Regions from separate parts of the Mus musculus genome. Here regions 1, 3 and 4 are each linked to region 2. A link is a contact called in public HiChIP or PLAC-seq and promoter capture Hi-C data. All regions are on one chromosome and are shown on one strand. The core of a region is the stretch at or near the end of the contact, and the rest is flanking DNA. Distances in the headings are between cores, read along the strand shown.

Region 1 (4,202 bases), core at 915-3,414, 1.1 Mb before region 2:
CTTAAAAAAAGTGATATAATTTGCCCCTGATTTCACATGGCACTTGCCATTTCTTTTAGTTGCTTATGTTGTTTTGTTTGTTTTGATTTTTTGAGACAGGGTTTCTCTGTGTAGCCCAGGCTGTACTGGAACTCACCCTGTAGACCAGGCTGGCTTCAAACTCAGAAATCTGCCTGCCTCTGCCTCCCAAGTGCTGGTATTAAAGGCGTGCGCCACCATTGCCTGGCTTATTTGCTTATGTTTTAAAAGCACCTTTTCTGGTGTGGTATTAGAATAAGAATGTGACATTGCTGAGCTATTTTCCTTCACAATTTCCCACATTTCCTTTGGCTAAGGACTCTGCTTCCTTAAACATCCTTGGGAATTGCGGGAATCCTCCACTGATTAGTGGACTGAGAGGTGGGGAAGAAGTTGGACAACTTGTTTAGTATTCAGTCATATCTGCAAAGGGATAGTGGCAGTAAATAGGAAACTGAGAGGCAGACAAGAGGTTCACCTAAGTTCTCATCATAATGCAGAGAATATCAAAAGTCAGAGAAGGATTATCTTGGAAAAGAGGGATTATAGCTACATTTAGTTTTTTATTTTTGTTTAAATATATAAAAATTCCTATACACTTTTTAACTTTCTCAAAGGAGAAAGGAAATTTAATTAATTGCAAAAAAAAAATACTAAATGAGGACCAAAATGTGTCTATCTCTTGCCTAGTAATTTTCTCTAAGTAACTTATCCCAAAGAAATACCTATAGTAGAAGCCAAATGCTGTATCTATGGGAAACTATTCATCATTACTCTTTAGAGACAGCCCGTATGCCTCTGAGCTAGCACAGAGTTATGACTGTGGTACAACATCCACGGAACTGGGTATATTCAAATGAGAACATGACGATGATAGCATTTTATGGGGAGACATTGTCACGAGAGTAAGAAAGCAGAAATACACGGACTGTCACAGACTTCATGAGATGTGTGTGAAGTCTGTGAGGAACGTAGATGTCGTCTTCTACCTATAAACATCTTCCTGATTTTGGAAAACGGGGTTCAGTCTTGCTCCTCGGCACTTTTCCACTTTAACCTGCAGTGCTAAGTCAGGTAGTCGTGAGCCCCTGTGCTCTGTCTTGCCTGTCAAGCGGCAGTGATGCCACCTACTTCCACCCACATCTCAGGGTGTGTGAGGATAAGGGGTGATGACAGCTTTGATGGCTTTTCATACAGAAAACTTCCAAGCACAGGGAATGTGGCATTTGTCATTCCTGCATTTTTAAAAAGGCCCCGTGCCACCCATAAGCAGGTGCTGTACTTTGCTTCAAACTGGGATAAAATTATAATGGGCTACTAACATTACTGATTTCTAAAACTTCTATTTTAGTTAGCATTCATAGAATTATGAATTGTCAGGACTACAAATCATAGAACTCCATCCAGTTCTCTGACTGCTGAAGTCATGCTGAGCCACTGGAGTTACACTGACCACCAGACTTCTACATACTCTCTCAGGATTGAGGGCACAGGACTCAGCTTCTAATCTGGCATAGCTTCCTTCCCTCCTTCAAGAACACATCTACTCCATGGAGCATCTCCAACACTCTCTCTGCTCTGTGTCAGGATAGATTCTGAGAGAAATCCCTTGATGACACACTTCGGCTGAGTACCTGAGGACTCGGTCTGAGGCCTGGTTGGATTTGGACACATCACAGCTCTGGTGTTTCTCTTGGGCCTTTGCCAGTTTTTCTGCAGCAGCAATGGGGCATCCAGAGAGGCTACAATGACAGAAGATAGATTTAACTGAATGGTCTCAAATGGCTTGCCACACACTGATAACATTCACCATGTTCTGTCCTTCATCCAGCTAAGATGACCCTGAGGTAGATGGAGGTAGGAGAATTTCCCAGCCTGCCTGGTACTATATATTTCCTGGGCTCTGGCATATAGCTCTTATGACAGACAGCACCAGGCCTGTCCGATGAGTATGCCAAATTCCAGGAAGCAAATACAACACAGGCTGGTTAAACTTTCAGGCAGAAATGCTGGAGTGCTGGCCATTTCTGCAGGTCAGGCAGTAGCAGCTAGAGAAGGAGTTTTTGAGACTCAAGAGTGGCAGTTAGTTGGCTATACCAGAAGGTGGCACTCTGAGCTGATACCAGAGGTATCTATCTATAAGGCTTCAGGGATTCTGACTTGAGCTCACCAAAGGAGGGGCAAAGAAAGGGAGGTACAGCAGGAATACCTCCAGGACTTCAGGCAAATGTGATTCTTAACTAGTGCAGCAGGATCAGGATGGCAGAGGGAACACTGAGGCCTCTTTGTTTGAGCTGCTTCCACAGGAAGTCATAGTATCTGCATGCTTGCCTCCGTGTGTTCTAGCTCCGTGTGTGTGGCCATCCATGTGTACACGTGTGTTGATGGCAGAAAAAGGAACTGACACTGTGGGCTCTGCACAGCACTCAGCCGGGATCTCCTGCATCGCTGCCAGCTCCTGCAGACTCAGTACCAGAGACCTTCTGCAGGGCATAGAGCTGTGGTCTGTTTTATTATAAACTTGACACTGGTAACCAAGCTTCTTGTTGTGACTAACCAGTGAGGTAAAAATTAAGAGAGCTTTTACAGCTTCCTTCCCCCATTTAAGAAGAAATCTAAGCTGTGGCAAGACAGATCTAACCGAGTTACATTTTGCTACTGCAAAAGAAGTGATCTGCTATCACCTAGATTTTGAGAGGAACTTAGTGACTCTTATAATGTCTGAAGAGGATGGGGAAGAAAGCTGGAACACTATCAAGAGTACAATTCTGACAGTGTATATTTTCAGCAGTAGTCCAGTTAAAGCCATTGACCTGGAGCCGCGTCCTCACTGGTGTACCCCTGCCAGATGCGTTTGGACATCTGCTCATATTTTAATGATGTTGATGCTGATGGCCAGGGGACTCATCAAATTCAAGAGCAGCCAAGTTAGTCCTCTGTATTTGCCCTGCTGGGTTCTAGTTCACAACCCTGAATGGTAAGTGACAGACAGCCTCTCCTATGAGAGAAGGTTAGAGAAACTTGCTGGATTCCTTCTGGTCTCTTTCATTGTAAGTGGCTATGGGTTCCATCTTAGATGCTGTACTGAGTAGGTGACTTTGTGAGGGAACAGTGCTCTATTATACTAGAGGAGGCAACATAACTGAAGAAATTAAGTCTTCAAAAACGGGCAATTGACCCTTTGACATTTCTGTACGTGCTATGACCAACTCTCCAGGAGCAATGTGTGAGGTCTGCCGCTCTCCTTTGGAAGGGAGGGGCTGCATAGCAGTAAAGAGCTACCATGGGGAAGGGCTGTGGGTGGCTTCTTCTAGCATAGACCCCAGCAGAGTGTGGCTTACCTTCTGTGCGAGTTCCTGTTGCTATTCACATGCCCTCGCCCTGTGCAGCCTGGAGTGGGACACTTGAGAACATTTTCATGCATGGCAAGAACTTGACAAAGGAGAGGCAAAAAAACAAATAGCCCAGCATTAAAAGAGAGAAATATTGAGAATACAATATGCAATTGTTTTAACAGGCTAGATTAGTTTAAGACAAACTACAAACGTCTGTGATGTGCATGACCAGGAAATATATGTGGGAAGAGAAAGAAGATTGTATGACTGTCCTCAGGCATGCAAAGCAGGGTGCACTGGCAGGGAGCCATGGGGGTCAGAGAGCGCCATAACTGAATAGTCCCATGTGGGACAGAAGCAAGGGCCACCCTAGTGTATCCCATAGATAAGCACTGGATGCCGATCAGCCATGTAACAGCACATAGCCTGGGCGTTTAAAAAAAAAAAAAACATGCCTGTGCTTTGGAAACACATGGGATTGTGAAAGTCTGATGTGAGTGAGCCAAACTTTAAATCTCATTTTTAAAATAAATCACGTTTACCTAGGAAATTAGAATCTTTTGTGCTTTCAGTAGAATGAACAGGAATAATTAGATCCCTGCATTTTTACCACATGAAATTAACAAATAGGAAGATGAGAGAGCTGGTCCCCAGGGCACAAGGACACTGCCTACTGGCATCCAGGGAGGCTGGTCCTTATTGTTCCATCCTTTGTCTGCTGAGACATGTGGGGTTAGGAGTGATGGGGAAGTCAAGACAACTGACTTCAAAGGAGCCTGCTGGCCATATATGCTCTGCCTGTCTGATCTAGATGTCTGCAAAGCCCAGTCCTAACTGCCTGCAAAGCCT
Region 2 (4,107 bases), core at 904-3,403:
AATAAAAATAAATAAATCTAAAAAAAAGAAAGAAAAGAAGTAAGAAGCCTGAACAGCTACCACCAGGAACTACACTGTGACCAGGGTGGCGTGAGAGTAGAAGGCCGGGTAAGCAGCACCATGCTGCTCTGACTGCTGCACAGCCCCAGTGGGAGCTCCCCAGTGTAACGATGCTGTCCTATGGAGACAATCACATGCTGACACAAACAAGAGGCTTCTGGAGACCTGTCAGGAAGGAAGCTGAATCTAGCATTGGAATTCCGTCCCAGTATTCAGGCATTACCCAAAATCTGGAGAACTGTGCCTGTGAGTAACCATAAAGATGAAAGTAAATAACGTAATAATAATAAATAAATAGCAGCTAAGAGTAACTTGATACTCACGGAGAGGCTCCAGCACCCACATCAGGTGGCTCACAACCACCTCTAACTCCAATTCCAAGGAATCCAGAGCCCTCTTCTGAGCTTCCTGGGCACCAGGCACACATGTGGAGCACATGCATGCACCCAGAGAAAACACTCACATGCACACAATGAAAATAAATCTTCTGGAAAGCACACATGTGTGGGATGCCCCAAGCACATAGGCTTCCTCAGGAAGCAGCAGGCTGACTGTAGGCCTGCTAAAATCATGGAAAATGAGAGCAGGCCCTGTAGTGTTCCCCGAGTCCTCCCAGTGCTTCTGAAGTTCCCACTGAACTGGTAGTACACAGAGCAATCTGAAGACAGTTCATTAAATGTGTGTGTGTGTGTGTGTGTGTGTGTGTGCGCGCGCTGTCTTAGTTAAGTCAGGCTTGCCTGTCCACTTTAAGGTTTACACTGACTACTGGGGCTATGCATCTCACTTAAAAATTATCACAGTCCATAGACAGGCCCCTCTGAGATAAATTGGAACATCTCCCAGTAACTTCCATTTGTACTTAGGCTTCCAAAGGAACACTAAAAATTGACTCTGAACATATTCCACACATTTCTTCTCATTTTGCAAGTAAATACACTGATACCCCAGATGAGTGAAACACCCTCAACAAGCTCAGTAGCAGTATCTAGGCATAGCCTCACTCTGTCCTGCATTGTCTGACCTTAGCCCTACCATATGATACCTCTATGCATCCATAGCCTCATTCTTTATCTGTATAGTGGGTATTCAGAATCACCTGCAGAAAGCTGAGTTTCTCCTCCCATCAGAAGTGAAGGACAACCCCACAAAGCAATCATTACAAATTTGTGTTCAAGAGCACACAATGTCCAAGGATTTTATTTTTATGGAAGGATCACAAAAGAAAGGAGTGAGGACAATGAGGCTACACTGGATTTGATCCCATCTAGATGATGTCAGATGTAATTCCCAGGACAACAAAGAATAGACAAGAATATTCTTGTAGGAATAGAGGAGTGTAGAATAGTCGTCCTGATTCCTAGCATGGGAGTTCTGGATACCCAGGAAGGCGCTGAGAATGGCAGAAGTCTCCAGTGAGCTCTTAGCAAATCATGGTCCAGGTCTGAAGAACTCCCTGGGAGATGGAAACCCTCATCCCACTATTGACTCGAATCTGTAACGAGTTTAGTAGCTATTGAAATAAAAAGTTCATAAGGAAAAAGGCAAGTATATTTCCAACCTGAGTGAGCAAAATGCTTCATAACAGACCAGCCAGCCAGCAACTCCCCTCCCCACGAAGTCCCTCTTTAATGCTCTTGTACTGAGCAGTATCCAACACACAACTCAATGGTCAATAATTGCTACTCAAGACCCCAGAAGTGCGAGTGTAATCAAGTCACCTGCGAGGCCGAGTGCTCACCCTCTGCTGTCTATGCCAGCCCTGGCCCTCACTTGGCCACACTCCCTGCGCGTACCCTCTCCCCAAATCCGGGCCTTGAAGCCCAGAATCCTTGGAACCAGACTGAGTGTGGGCGCTCTCTGGTGAGGGCCAGGCACAGGCGGCACCTCACCGACTCCGCCATGCTCACCTGGAATTCCAGCCCGTAAATCACCGGGGCGTCGTCTTCCATGATACTCTGCCTACCCAGCTACTCACGCCTCAGAGCTCGAGTCCCCCCTCACCAGGGATCGCTCAGAACCCATTCATTCCCCGCCTGAAAAATGGACTACGAGACCCAGACCGGCTCCCTGACGGCTCACTTCCTGTTTTCTTCGTCGCGTCATCAATACGCTCCTCCCCGGTGGCCAATGGCAGCTGGGCCTTTATTCTGCGCATGCTCATTTGGCCTTTCATGAGACCCAGCAGCTACAGGAGATCCTGGGTTGGAAGGCCGGGCCCGGAGCAAAAGCAGCGGGAATGGACGTCCATCAGGGCGGCGCTCTTATCCTGCGCTGCTCCCTCAAGTTCCAAAGATCTGAGCCCTAAAGAGAACAGTTAACTTGGCATTATGGTTGGCAGAGCTTTACTCCTAAACCGTGGTCCTGAGCACCAGAGCACTGCCCAACCCACTGCCAGGACCTTCGATCCAGCCTCAGAAGCAGGCTCTTAGATGTCCATTTAAAGATAAGATGCTGCAAGCTTGAGTCAAGACTGTGGTGATGGTGTAAGTGGGCAGTGACATACAGCGAGCGGTGTGCACTTCACGTAACCACCCAGTCCTGCACAGAGACACAACTAAGCCCACGATCTAAACTGTCCAGAGCTCTCAGAGACAGAAGGCTCTAGGACCTGGCATGGAAAATACTGCAAGAATGCACCATAGGAAATGAACTGTCTTGGTTCTATGAAGTTCTGGATCTCCACACGCGTTTCTTCTGTGTTTTGACTTTGCCATTATCTCTTGACTGACCTTCATGACAGCAGTTTCTGTGATGCTACCATTAGCCCCCTTAGTAGTCATCCATTGCCCACCTTTGTCTTACCTTGACTTTCTGATAAAACCTCTGGCAACTAGCTTCCACCGATCCCAAAGCTATGAAAGTCATGAGATAGCACCTGAGACCTACCCACCTACCCACTGCTTCCGAAGTGTGCTTAAGAAGTAGGTATTTTTGGTTGTTACTGTAAAACTTCATCAAATTGTTATCATGTAGGGCAGAATCTACGGTGACCTGAATCTATGTTCCCAAGCTATAGTCACTCACAGAATAAATTCTTCTTCCCTTTGAGATGAGAGCTGTGTTTTTACGTTGTCATAGAAATGTGACACAGAAAATCAAGAAAGCAAGGTTCTTGACTTGAGGACGATTCTCAACCAACCATGAGTTCAGCAAGCAAGGCTGACTCTTGACTCCTTAATTCCTCCCCGCAACTTTACGGATGTTAGCACACACTGCCACAGACACAAGGGGGGAAACGTGGAGAATCAACTAGCACAAAGATAAAATCCTAGGAAAAAACATCCTTGGTTGGTGACAGGCCCAAGGACAGACGATTTTCTTCAATCTCCAGGACCATCCTTGTCCCCTACCCAGTTTGGCCTTAGGCCCCGCCCACAGCTCTTGAGCCGGATATGCGCCCGGCTTCCAGTGGAGAGCTTAGCGGCTCCCAAACTGAGCATGTGCGGAAGTCGGGTCTCCGCGGCCAGCACACGCAGACGCACAAACGCGCGGGACCTTGGATCTTGAGTTTACTTCCGGTCTTCCGTCATCTCTTCGGACCCTTTTCGCCTGTGGGTGACCCGACCTCAGGGGCGGGTGGCAGGTGAGGAGCGGGTCGCAGTGAGGAGGGTCGCCGGTACCCTTGACCTTCCCACAGAGGGCGGCGTCCTCGCGTAATCAACCGCTCTCGGCCACGCAGAGTAGCCCCACGAGGGGCTGGCTCCTTCGGGCTTTAGCCAATTCTGTGTGCTCCCTGTGGTTTTGGACAAGGTACACACCCTCCTGACCTCGGTTTTATGTGTATAAAGTGCGGGTTCGTTAGCATGCTTAGAAGGTGCCCGTGTTACATCACCAGTGTTCGAGCTATGTTTTTGGTTTGCCCCAACTTTTGCTCCTGTCGACCTCGGTGTGTCATAGCCCCACAATAAATGAAGCACTGCAGTAAGCCAGAGTCGGGGTTAAGAGATAGAGGATGGGGTGCCATAGACATAACCTGACCACTGACGAATGAGTAGTGTTGTGTGGGAAAAGTGATTCCTTCCTGTAAGCATTCGGGAGATTGTGATG
Region 3 (4,510 bases), core at 581-3,080, 1.0 Mb before region 2:
GTACAAAAATTTGGACACACTGGTCTATGTAAGGCAGTGGGGAGCCCAGAGAATACATAACAGGTCTTTGAGAGTTAAGAGTCTAGGTGGCACCTCCAGTTACTCCTCCATTTCCTCAGTGTGAATATAAATGATGACAGTTGCATTACAGATGCATGGATGGAAAGAACAAGAGTCAGCACTGCTAATACGAGGTTCTGTGAAAGTCTCCAGTGTGTGTAATTGCTTGTACGTGGCTTTCCCTCCACTTGGGTGCACTGTGGTGGGGAGGTGTTCACGCCTTTAAGATGATGGGCCTTATAGGAAAAGCATTATCAGGGGGATACAACCACTCAGGACAAGGCCCTTGGCACCTGGCCTTGGGTTTGGAGAACTTGAGCTGCTGAGTCCCCTTCAGCCTCTGCTTTCCTGCCTACTAGAGTCAGGTCTCCATTTCAGGCTCCCACATACAAGGTCAATCACCAAGTCCAGCCTGGGGCATTTTGTAGCAGCAACATGAAATGGACTGGATACTGATGGGAAATGCTGAATGTACCAGTCATGGAGCAGTCTTCCAAGTCATCTTAAATCAGCCCCTCTGGAAGCCTGAATTCTTCCACCTCCCTATACCTCATCTCTATCTCCCCGCCTCTCTAATACATAGGGACACACATCCCTGAGAAGATGTTCCCAGCAGCATCTTCTGAATGCAGCCTCCAACCCAGCCCTCAGAGTCACACTGCCAACCATAAGAAAGCCATTGTCAGCAGATACCACCTCTTAGGTGAGAACTGGCTGGAGTCACAATACTGAGGATCTGAAGGATCCTGTTCCTTACTGCACAGCCGGGCCAGCACCGCTGGCACCTGCCTACAAGCAAGCTACTACCTCCATAGATGTCATCTCTGGGCATATGGAGATATGAGAAATAGCTGCTGTTTCCCATAACTCCTTCACAGATGAGTTTAAGAGTGAATCATGGACGTTTTGGTGGGTCAGCACCAGCCACACTACATATCCATTTCTGGTGTACACTCTGCTCATGTTCCAAAGTGGTTATGTTCATATGTATCTGGTCATCAAGCAAGCTGTCAGGATGAGGTTAATTGCTAAATCCAGACTTGACCTATTCATATCAAAGCCCTTAGAGCCAGAACATGACTTCCTCTCTTTGAAATTAGAATTATTAGAATAAGTATATATATATATATATATATGTATATACATACACATATATATATATGTATATTCCATTGGCCAAACATAAAGAATACATATAAACATATTATGAATATGTTTTTTTTTGTGAATCAAATCCACTGAGTCATGGGGGATGCAGGGGCCCGATGTGTGGCAGACAGCAGCAGACTTTTTTATTATTATTATTTTTATTTATTTATCTATTCTATTCTATTGTATTTATTTATTTTAGGAAAAATGGCCCAGAGACTTTTTAAAATAAAGGATTTACTGTAATAATAAAGGTTAACTGCTACCACAGTCCAAAATGATGGTGCCCAAATGTATCTGCACACATACAGCTCCTAGTACGGACCCAGAGTAGCAGTGATCAGGGACAGCTACTTCACCCAGATAAATCCCTAGGTCTCGACATTTTTTTCTCTTTGCACTGCTGTGGTCTGCTCTCAAATTAATGTTAAAATATGTATGCCCTGACTCGTGATTTACAGAATTGGTGACAAACAGTAAAAAGGACAGGCATGCCATAAAGCTTATGGATGAGGTGACGGCAGGCACAATGATGCCTCATAAAGATCGGAGGGGAGTAAACACAGATAGGCTGGCTAGGTGGCTGTGTGCTCTGAATCCCTTATAAACATCCCATGGCGCGCCCTGCTGCAAGGCAGCCCCGTCGTTAATTAGAACATCCGGCAGACGCTGCAATGTATCCATGCACCCAAGTGGATCTTCATTTTTCACATGCGGGGCCTTACTAATTAAAATCAGCTTTGCAATTAAACGTGGAAAATTGTGTTAAACTTTCAAGCGTGGTTGGGAAAAAATGCAATTATTTTTAGGGTGTTTTATTTCAATGCAAATGAAATTTCTATCTACATGAAGCCAGGGAAAGCAAAGAGGATGGCATAGGGGCTCTCTCTGTTCCTTCTCCCTTTTCTTTCTTCCCCCCCCCCCTTTTTTTTGGATTATGGATGCTCCTCTCAGTTGCAAGCTGCACTGCTCCCCTATCTCTCAGCCAGTACCTGGCTGGGTTCCAAAGCTTTTAGTGAGTGCTCTCTGTCAAGGCATGAATAATATCACCCCGAGGCTGTTGGCAGAATCCAAATGAGGCGTGCATACATCAGGAAGCCAGCCCTCCACTTTAGCTCCCAAGCAAGCTCCTGTGTAGACAGGCAATTATTCACCCACCGGCTGCCCTGGCAATCACGCTGGTGGGTGGAAAGGTGCATGAAATGGAAGAGAATTTGAACAAGGAGTACGCACAACAAGCTAGCGAGGATCCAGTAATTTCCTAATAAAAAAAAAGAAAAGCTACCATTTGAAGCTTGTAAATTTAAAAATGGGAACTGAAAGATTTAGCTCAGTGTTTGCTAAATTGGTGAGGGCTGAGATATAGCTGTTCTCATCCCCTAACTTCAGGGTGCTTGTGAAGTGCTCAGAGACGGCAAGCCTAAGTTATGCTTAACGTATTAGTTAAGCAAGAACCCATGCTTCACTAATGACTCATGTAAACAATATCTCAGTAAAGAGTTCAGTGTAAATGAAATTGGTTAACTCTCAAATCAGTCCAGAAGGCTCATGAAACACACAGGTAGCAAATATGTCCAGGCCGTGAGCCCCTTATTCTCCACCCCTGGGGATGTGGGAAGCTTTTATAGAAATCAGTTATGCACAAGCAAATCTAATTCATTTCAAGAATATACACATAACGTTTTTGTGAATAAAGTTAAATTCCAGTTCTTACATAGTATTTAAACCAACCTGTATTAAATATTATTTCAAAATTTTGTTGGGAAAATTAAAACAATGTTAATAAAAATAAAGTAGCAGGGATTTTTAAGGATGAAAATAGATTTCTGTGGGAACTTTTGGACATTTGGCTTCATAGCTCATGTCTCAGGGATGGTTCATAAACACTCCAGATGAATGATGGCGTTTGCTGATGAGGCATTTGGGCCACACCCACACCGTCAAGGCTGGCAATTGTTTCTTTCACTTGTTTGCCATCCAGCCAGAAAGAACCAGCTTTCAGCTTTCGGAAGGACACCTGAAATGTCCAGAGACAGGTTCCACCCTGTGCCTGTGCAATGCTAGGGTCTTCTGAAGCCTATGAAGGGCCATCTACACTTGCAGAGTTGCTAACAAAGAGCCACTTGCTGAGATGCTAAACCTTGGGCCCTCACCTGCTTGGTGAGGTCAGGAGGAAGCCACAGAGCAACTTGCTGAACGTCACACTGGTGAATTACAAATGTCCCATTTCCCATACTCTGGCATGCAAGGAAGACCTAGTCTTTGTCACTTTAAATGCCTGCAGGTCCTACAAGCCAGCTTGGGCACATTGGGTAGAAAGTGCAGTGGTACCCAGGCTCTGGGACCTAAGACTTCAGGAACTCAGAATGACTGAGGTTTTCTGTACATGTCTAAAAAGTGAAACTCCAATTGCACCATACATTTGGGATTCTCAAGTGTCTTTGGCTTTCTCTTGGCACAAAGTAGGATGAGTCTTATAGTCTTACAGAAGCAGGGTAGCTGCACACAGAGAGCTACACACAGTGAGACAGTGTAGGTGACAAAGGGAGGCCATCTTCACTGTGTGTAGAATAGGCCAGAGGTTCAGGATATAAGAACTGCTTCCAACCCTCAAAGCATACTGTGTTAGGTCCCATCCTTGCACACATGACTTTGTCATATTCACAACTAGTGACATGAAAACACATACAGGACAAAGGGAAGACTTGGGTGAACAGTCTAGTGACAGTTGTGAAGGCCATTGTATGTTCTATGTGAGTGTTCTGAGAAGCCAAGCCCAAATTACCTGACAGGGGCATTAAAATGGCAGCTGGGCTTGGATCCCTGTTGTCAGCAATCCAATGCTCAGATATCACTGGTGTTCAGTGCCAAGAGGATGTCGCTCAGAGGAACCAATGCAATGCTTCTGTTAGACACCTGGGAGTCTTTCATTCATCTTTTTCATTTTGTCCTGGCTGCCAGGAGACTCATCTTGAGTTTAGTACTGTATGGACCATGGCACAGCCTGCATGTCTGACAAACTATGCTTCTATTTACTTTATATGTTGTACTAGCTTAGCTTTCAATTTACTTCTTAATTGTGTAGTTGGACACAGGTCTACCAGAGATCATGGGTTGCTATGAGTTACAACAGAAACAAATACCTACCAGCAGTTTATCTTTTTGTTAACACAATATAGGAATCGATGTAAAACATCCCTAAATGCATATTATAATCCTTACTCTGACCATAATATTTAATTCTAAATATTAAACTGTGGACTGCTTTCACAACTTACTGTCTCCTTTCCCAGGTTTTACC
Region 4 (4,172 bases), core at 1,533-4,032, 1.2 Mb before region 2:
ACATGATCATGAGGAGCAAACACGAGATCTGGAAGAAAGCCCAGGGAAACATGCAAGACGAGGGTTTGCTCAGCAAAACCAGGTTTTCCTAGATTCAGACTTCTAGAGGCTTCCAGAGATGGGGCCAGCATCCATTGTCTGTGTGAGACATCTCTCTTCCACGAGCCTTTACCATTTTGCATGTTATATAACATTGCTGTGTGATCATCCACCCAGATGCAGGTTCTTGCTCCCTAAGTGGCTTAGCCTTTTCAGTCTATGGAAACCCTGCCAGCCTCCTCAGTCTCATAAACAAATACTCCTTCCAAAACTTGGGGACACTAAAGAGACTGGTGTTCATCTAAGAGGTCACTGGTGGAGTTACTGAGCAACAGTGATCATAGAAACACCATCAGAGTGTCTAGAACCTTGCTAGGAGTTGGGCATAGTCACACATGAAGCAGGCCTCAAGATCAGCCTGGGCTACAGAGATGCCCAGTCTTAAGAAAAAAGTCTGGTATGGTTGTCGAATTTCACATCCCCATCTATTCACCTGACAGTAGCAGACCATGGAGCGGTTCTGAGTGAAACAGCACTCTCCGGACAAAAGGAGGCCCTATAGAGAGCAGCAGTAGTGGCTGACAGCCCGTCCAAGATGCTGTGCTCCAGCACGTGCTGAGCACCAGCTTGAGTCCTCTGTCCTCTGTAGCTGTCCACATGCTCCCTGAGTGAGAGATGATTTTGGCAGGGTTCCTAGAAGATCTGGACTCCAGACGTGGCTGACCACTGTCTCCCTCACTTGGGATCTAACACCTTTGTTCAAACAGAGATAGAAACTCTGGCAGCTATTGGTCTTATAGTATTTAATTGCTGAGTAAGGGCAGGTATAGAGGAGGTGGAACTGGGTAGTCTTGAGTTTGGGTATGGCCAGTATTAGAGTGATAGGCAGAGGCTGATGGCTGGAGACATGAGTTATCCGCTGAGGGCACTGGAGTTGAGGACAGTGCTCTGATGCTTGTAAAGCTGCCACTATCAAGGAGAGCACCTGGAAGGGCTATGGAAGAGGCCTAGAGAGCAGTGGTTGCAGGTACAGGGGAGCAGGCTTGGGGGACAACAGGGCTGGGGTCGTTCAGTGGGTACAGGAGAGAATTCCCGAGGCTTCAGAAACAGACACTCCACTGTTTCTAATTTCCCAGGCCTTCCTCTCCTCCCCTCCCCTCCCCTCCCCTCCGCCCTCCCCTCTTCCTGGATTTCAGCTTGGAAAGGTTGCAATTTCTAATGGTTTATTGTTTAATCTAACACTATGTGTCATTGTGAGGATATCTAGAGTGACCAATATCTACCTCTGTTGATTTCAGCAGAGGTGAGGGACAAGTTTGCTGGCAGACTTTGAGAAAAGACAGGTTCCCAGGGAGAGAACTTAGCCTGAGGCTGCAGGGTCAGTAGCCTGGATGACTGTACCAAGCTTCCCATCACAGGTGCAGGAACCCTTTCTTGCCTGGGTCCCATCCGTATCTCCTAGGGGAGGATTTCTCGGAGAAAGCATGAGGGAGCTTTAGTCACTTCCTGGTTTCTCAACAAGGTCTTCCCTTGACATGCTCAGGATCTCCACCCTGTGAACTTTTTTTGCTTGCTTTCTTTGGTAATATTCTTTCTTTCATTTTCTCAGATTTCTGGTTTTTTTATAGTCCCTTCCCCAGGAACTCTTTAGTGGTTTTTACTAACGCTCTGGAACCATTCATTCTTCTGAAATATAGTTATGCCATTTTGTTATCTCTTTACAATTTATGCCTTCAATTTGGCATCTTAACTTTACACGTAATCCTTCCTTTGTACTTAGGTCTTAAAGATAAATCTACTCTCTGTCCCCTTGGGTTATAAATATAATAGACTTTAATACCCTTTCCATCTTTCCTGCCTGATGACAAATGATAAGCTTAACAAGATTTCTCTTGCTTCCATGGTATTTCTGGGTGTTGTGTGGTTGGTTTATTTGTTTTCTATTCCCCTCTCCTTTCTGGGTTGGTTTGCTTCAGCTTCTGTCAAGAACTGGAGCACTCTCCTTAACTGGCTGTGGTGCTTGGCTCTGGTTACCTCTAATAGGTGCCAGTGACCATCAGCATTTTTTGCCTGGCTGCTGGCTCTAGTGGGGAGCCAGGCTCCTTTTCCTGAGAACTGGACTTGGCAGACTGCAGATTCATAGGAGTGGTCAGCTGGAATCTGAGGCCAAGAAGGAGGTAGGGCCTCTCCACTGTAACTCTTGGACCTGCTTTCTGTAGAAATTGCCTGTCTGCAGCCTACAGAGCACTTGTTCCCAAAGTTCTCTGCTCTCGTTTTGCAAGGGTGCAGGAAGCACGTGGCCCAGCCTTCAAGAGCCCACCTGCCCTGGTAGAGTTTCAGCTGGCCTTTACCTCAACACCCTCCGAGGCATGTGGGTGTGGGAGAATGTCAGCATGTGTTCTTGTTTTCCTTCTTCTTCCATTTCTTATTTCCACATCCCCAGCTCAGCTGCTCAACAGGAGGCTGAGCCTGAACTTGTCTCATCTTTACATGTGCCAGTGTCTGTGGGTGGGACGTGTTCTCTTTCTTCACTGTGTTTTGCAGGTTCACTATGAGAATCAGCCATGTTAGGGTTATCATGAGATCCAGTGAGAACAAGTGTGTATCAGTCTTTGGAGTGTCACCAGGATTCTCAATAGAGGTGATACATAAAACTTTCTGCTGGGCAATGTGTACCTGTAACTTCCTACACTGTCCAAGTGCTTGTGTATCTCCAATCTTGACTGACAGAGCTGGTCCCTTTTAAGGGGGAGTGACTCATCAACTTAGTCGGGTACTACCTGAACACCTTGGCCTAAGTGTGGCCCTGCATGGGTTCAGGGGGTTCAGTGATCTCAGAGTCTCTTTATACAAGGCAGGCTGGTTGCTGACCATAGAGGGACGTTCAAAGTGTCAGAGGACACAGCAACAAGACTCAAAGGCCCTGAGAACAGCTCCAAGTGTTTGTACTTAAAGAACAAGAGCTTGTCTCTGGCCAGGTCTTCATCTGGGTCCTCCCAGGCTGCCCCTAACCATGACTCTCACAGGCAGCAAGAGCAGCCCCCTTTGCTTCTCTTTTTCCCTGTTCAGGCTCAGGTAGGCTTAGTATTTAGATTGCTAGATCTCCAAATAGAGGGACCTGAGATTCCAAGGGGTGAGAACTGTTTTCAACAATAGGGTCTCTAAGGATGAGATCAAGTTAGTGTGACCCTTAATACAACTTTTCCCATATCAGACAACAATTCAAGAAGAGAAGGACTTATGTGGACAAAGCTTGGGGGTCGGGGTGACAGAGCCCTTAGGACTAGAAAGGGCTGATTTCAAAGTTTCTGGTATTTCCACTCTAGTCATGGAAGGAAACTTCCCAGTGCACACTGGTACATTGGGTGGCCTTTGGAAATCAGTGCAGTCCCATCTGGTGACACATCTGGTTTCTTGCAAAGTGTTCCCATGCTCCCAGTTTCTTCTTCCTGTCTAGACATACAAGCTACTTTTGCTCCAGTGGCATTGATCCATTGAGAGTTCCCCTGTTGCAGAGACTGCTCAGGTATGGCCATAGATGGTAGGCATCAGGGAGTATGGCTCTGATGGTTGTGGGAATCATGCCGCTTTTTGAATTGATGGTAGTTATGGTAGCAGCAGTGATTGCTTTGGTGACTAACAGCACCACTACCACCACTGTACCACAGCTACAACTGCTACAGTAATAAATATTACAGCTACCACCACTGTATCATAGCTACCATAATGGCTACTGTGATAACTATACAACAGCCACTGCTGCAACAACCATCCCCACAGTCCCCACCATCACAAACACACAACCAGCATCTCCACAGCCCCTGACAACCAAAACCACAGCTCCCACGATATAGTCACCACAACAACTTCAACCCCAGGCCCTATAATAACCACAATAAGGCAAAACCCATCAAAACCACAACTTCTACATCTACCACGACCATAGCAAGAATAATCCCTACTTTGCAATAGCCACCACAACCATGACCATTGCCACTAGAATGAGTACCACAACCACTGCTACAAGCAGCACCAACACTACAAATGCCACACAGCCAAAACCACTGCTACCATAAATAGTATAAGCCAAACCACTTCCCCACAGCCCTCTCAACTATGGATGCAACAACCCT

The links. Promoter capture Hi-C pulls out the DNA fragments that hold promoters and counts their contacts. HiChIP or PLAC-seq counts read pairs in DNA pulled down with a chosen protein or histone mark.
Region 1: a contact with region 2 is called in an H3K4me3 HiChIP or PLAC-seq map of forebrain, with 6 times the contacts expected there. The contact joins the enhancer-like site here to the promoter of Eipr1 in region 2. A contact is called at or near these places in 7 of 39 promoter capture datasets (cranial neural crest, embryonic stem cells, frontonasal cranial neural crest and 4 more) and 3 of 115 datasets of contacts at active chromatin or transcription factors (astrocytes, embryonic midbrain and forebrain).
Region 3: a contact with region 2 is called in an H3K4me3 HiChIP or PLAC-seq map of embryonic forebrain, with 4 times the contacts expected there. The contact joins the enhancer-like site here to the promoter of Eipr1 in region 2. A contact is called at or near these places in 3 of 39 promoter capture datasets (the 3T3-L1 cell line, cranial neural crest and hippocampal neurons) and 3 of 115 datasets of contacts at active chromatin or transcription factors (astrocytes, embryonic forebrain and embryonic stem cells).
Region 4: a contact with region 2 is called in a promoter capture Hi-C map of the C10 cell line, with 7 times the contacts expected there. The contact joins the enhancer-like site here to the promoter of Eipr1 in region 2. A contact is called at or near these places in 15 of 39 promoter capture datasets (the 3T3-L1 cell line, 3T3-L1-derived adipocytes, the C10 cell line and 10 more) and 4 of 115 datasets of contacts at active chromatin or transcription factors (embryonic limb bud, embryonic stem cells, stem cell-derived neural progenitor cells and 1 more).

The regions. Positions count from the first base shown.
Region 1 is chr12:29,835,598-29,839,799 of GRCm38.p6, reverse strand. It overlaps Myt1l (myelin transcription factor 1-like), which reads right to left. Exons shown (of 25, transcript NM_001093775.1): 12 at 3,360-3,450; 13 at 1,653-1,760. Among named protein-coding and RNA genes, the nearest start is that of Gm46346, 78 kb to the left of the region's middle. Within about 2 kb of position 2,164, at least 14 of the 459 cell types and tissues checked have an H3K27ac peak or open chromatin away from gene starts, as enhancers often do. A contact at or near this core is called in forebrain, where this site is marked.
Region 2 is chr12:28,749,865-28,753,971 of GRCm38.p6, reverse strand. It overlaps Eipr1 (EARP complex and GARP complex interacting protein 1), which reads right to left and starts at 2,153. Exons shown (of 9, transcript NM_201357.3): 1 at 1,968-2,153. The coding sequence starts at 2,009. Trappc12 (trafficking protein particle complex 12) reads left to right here and starts at 3,572. Exons shown (of 12, transcript NM_178811.5): 1 at 3,572-3,810.
Region 3 is chr12:29,787,276-29,791,785 of GRCm38.p6, reverse strand. The region is part of intron 8 of Myt1l (myelin transcription factor 1-like); the gene reads right to left. Among named protein-coding and RNA genes, the nearest start is that of C630031E19Rik, 100 kb to the right of the region's middle. Within about 2 kb of position 1,830, at least 65 of the 459 cell types and tissues checked have an H3K27ac peak or open chromatin away from gene starts, as enhancers often do. A contact at or near this core is called in embryonic forebrain, where this site is marked.
Region 4 is chr12:29,902,616-29,906,787 of GRCm38.p6, reverse strand. The region is part of intron 21 of Myt1l (myelin transcription factor 1-like); the gene reads right to left. Among named protein-coding and RNA genes, the nearest start is that of Gm46346, 11 kb to the left of the region's middle. Within about 2 kb of position 2,782, at least 7 of the 459 cell types and tissues checked have an H3K27ac peak or open chromatin away from gene starts, as enhancers often do.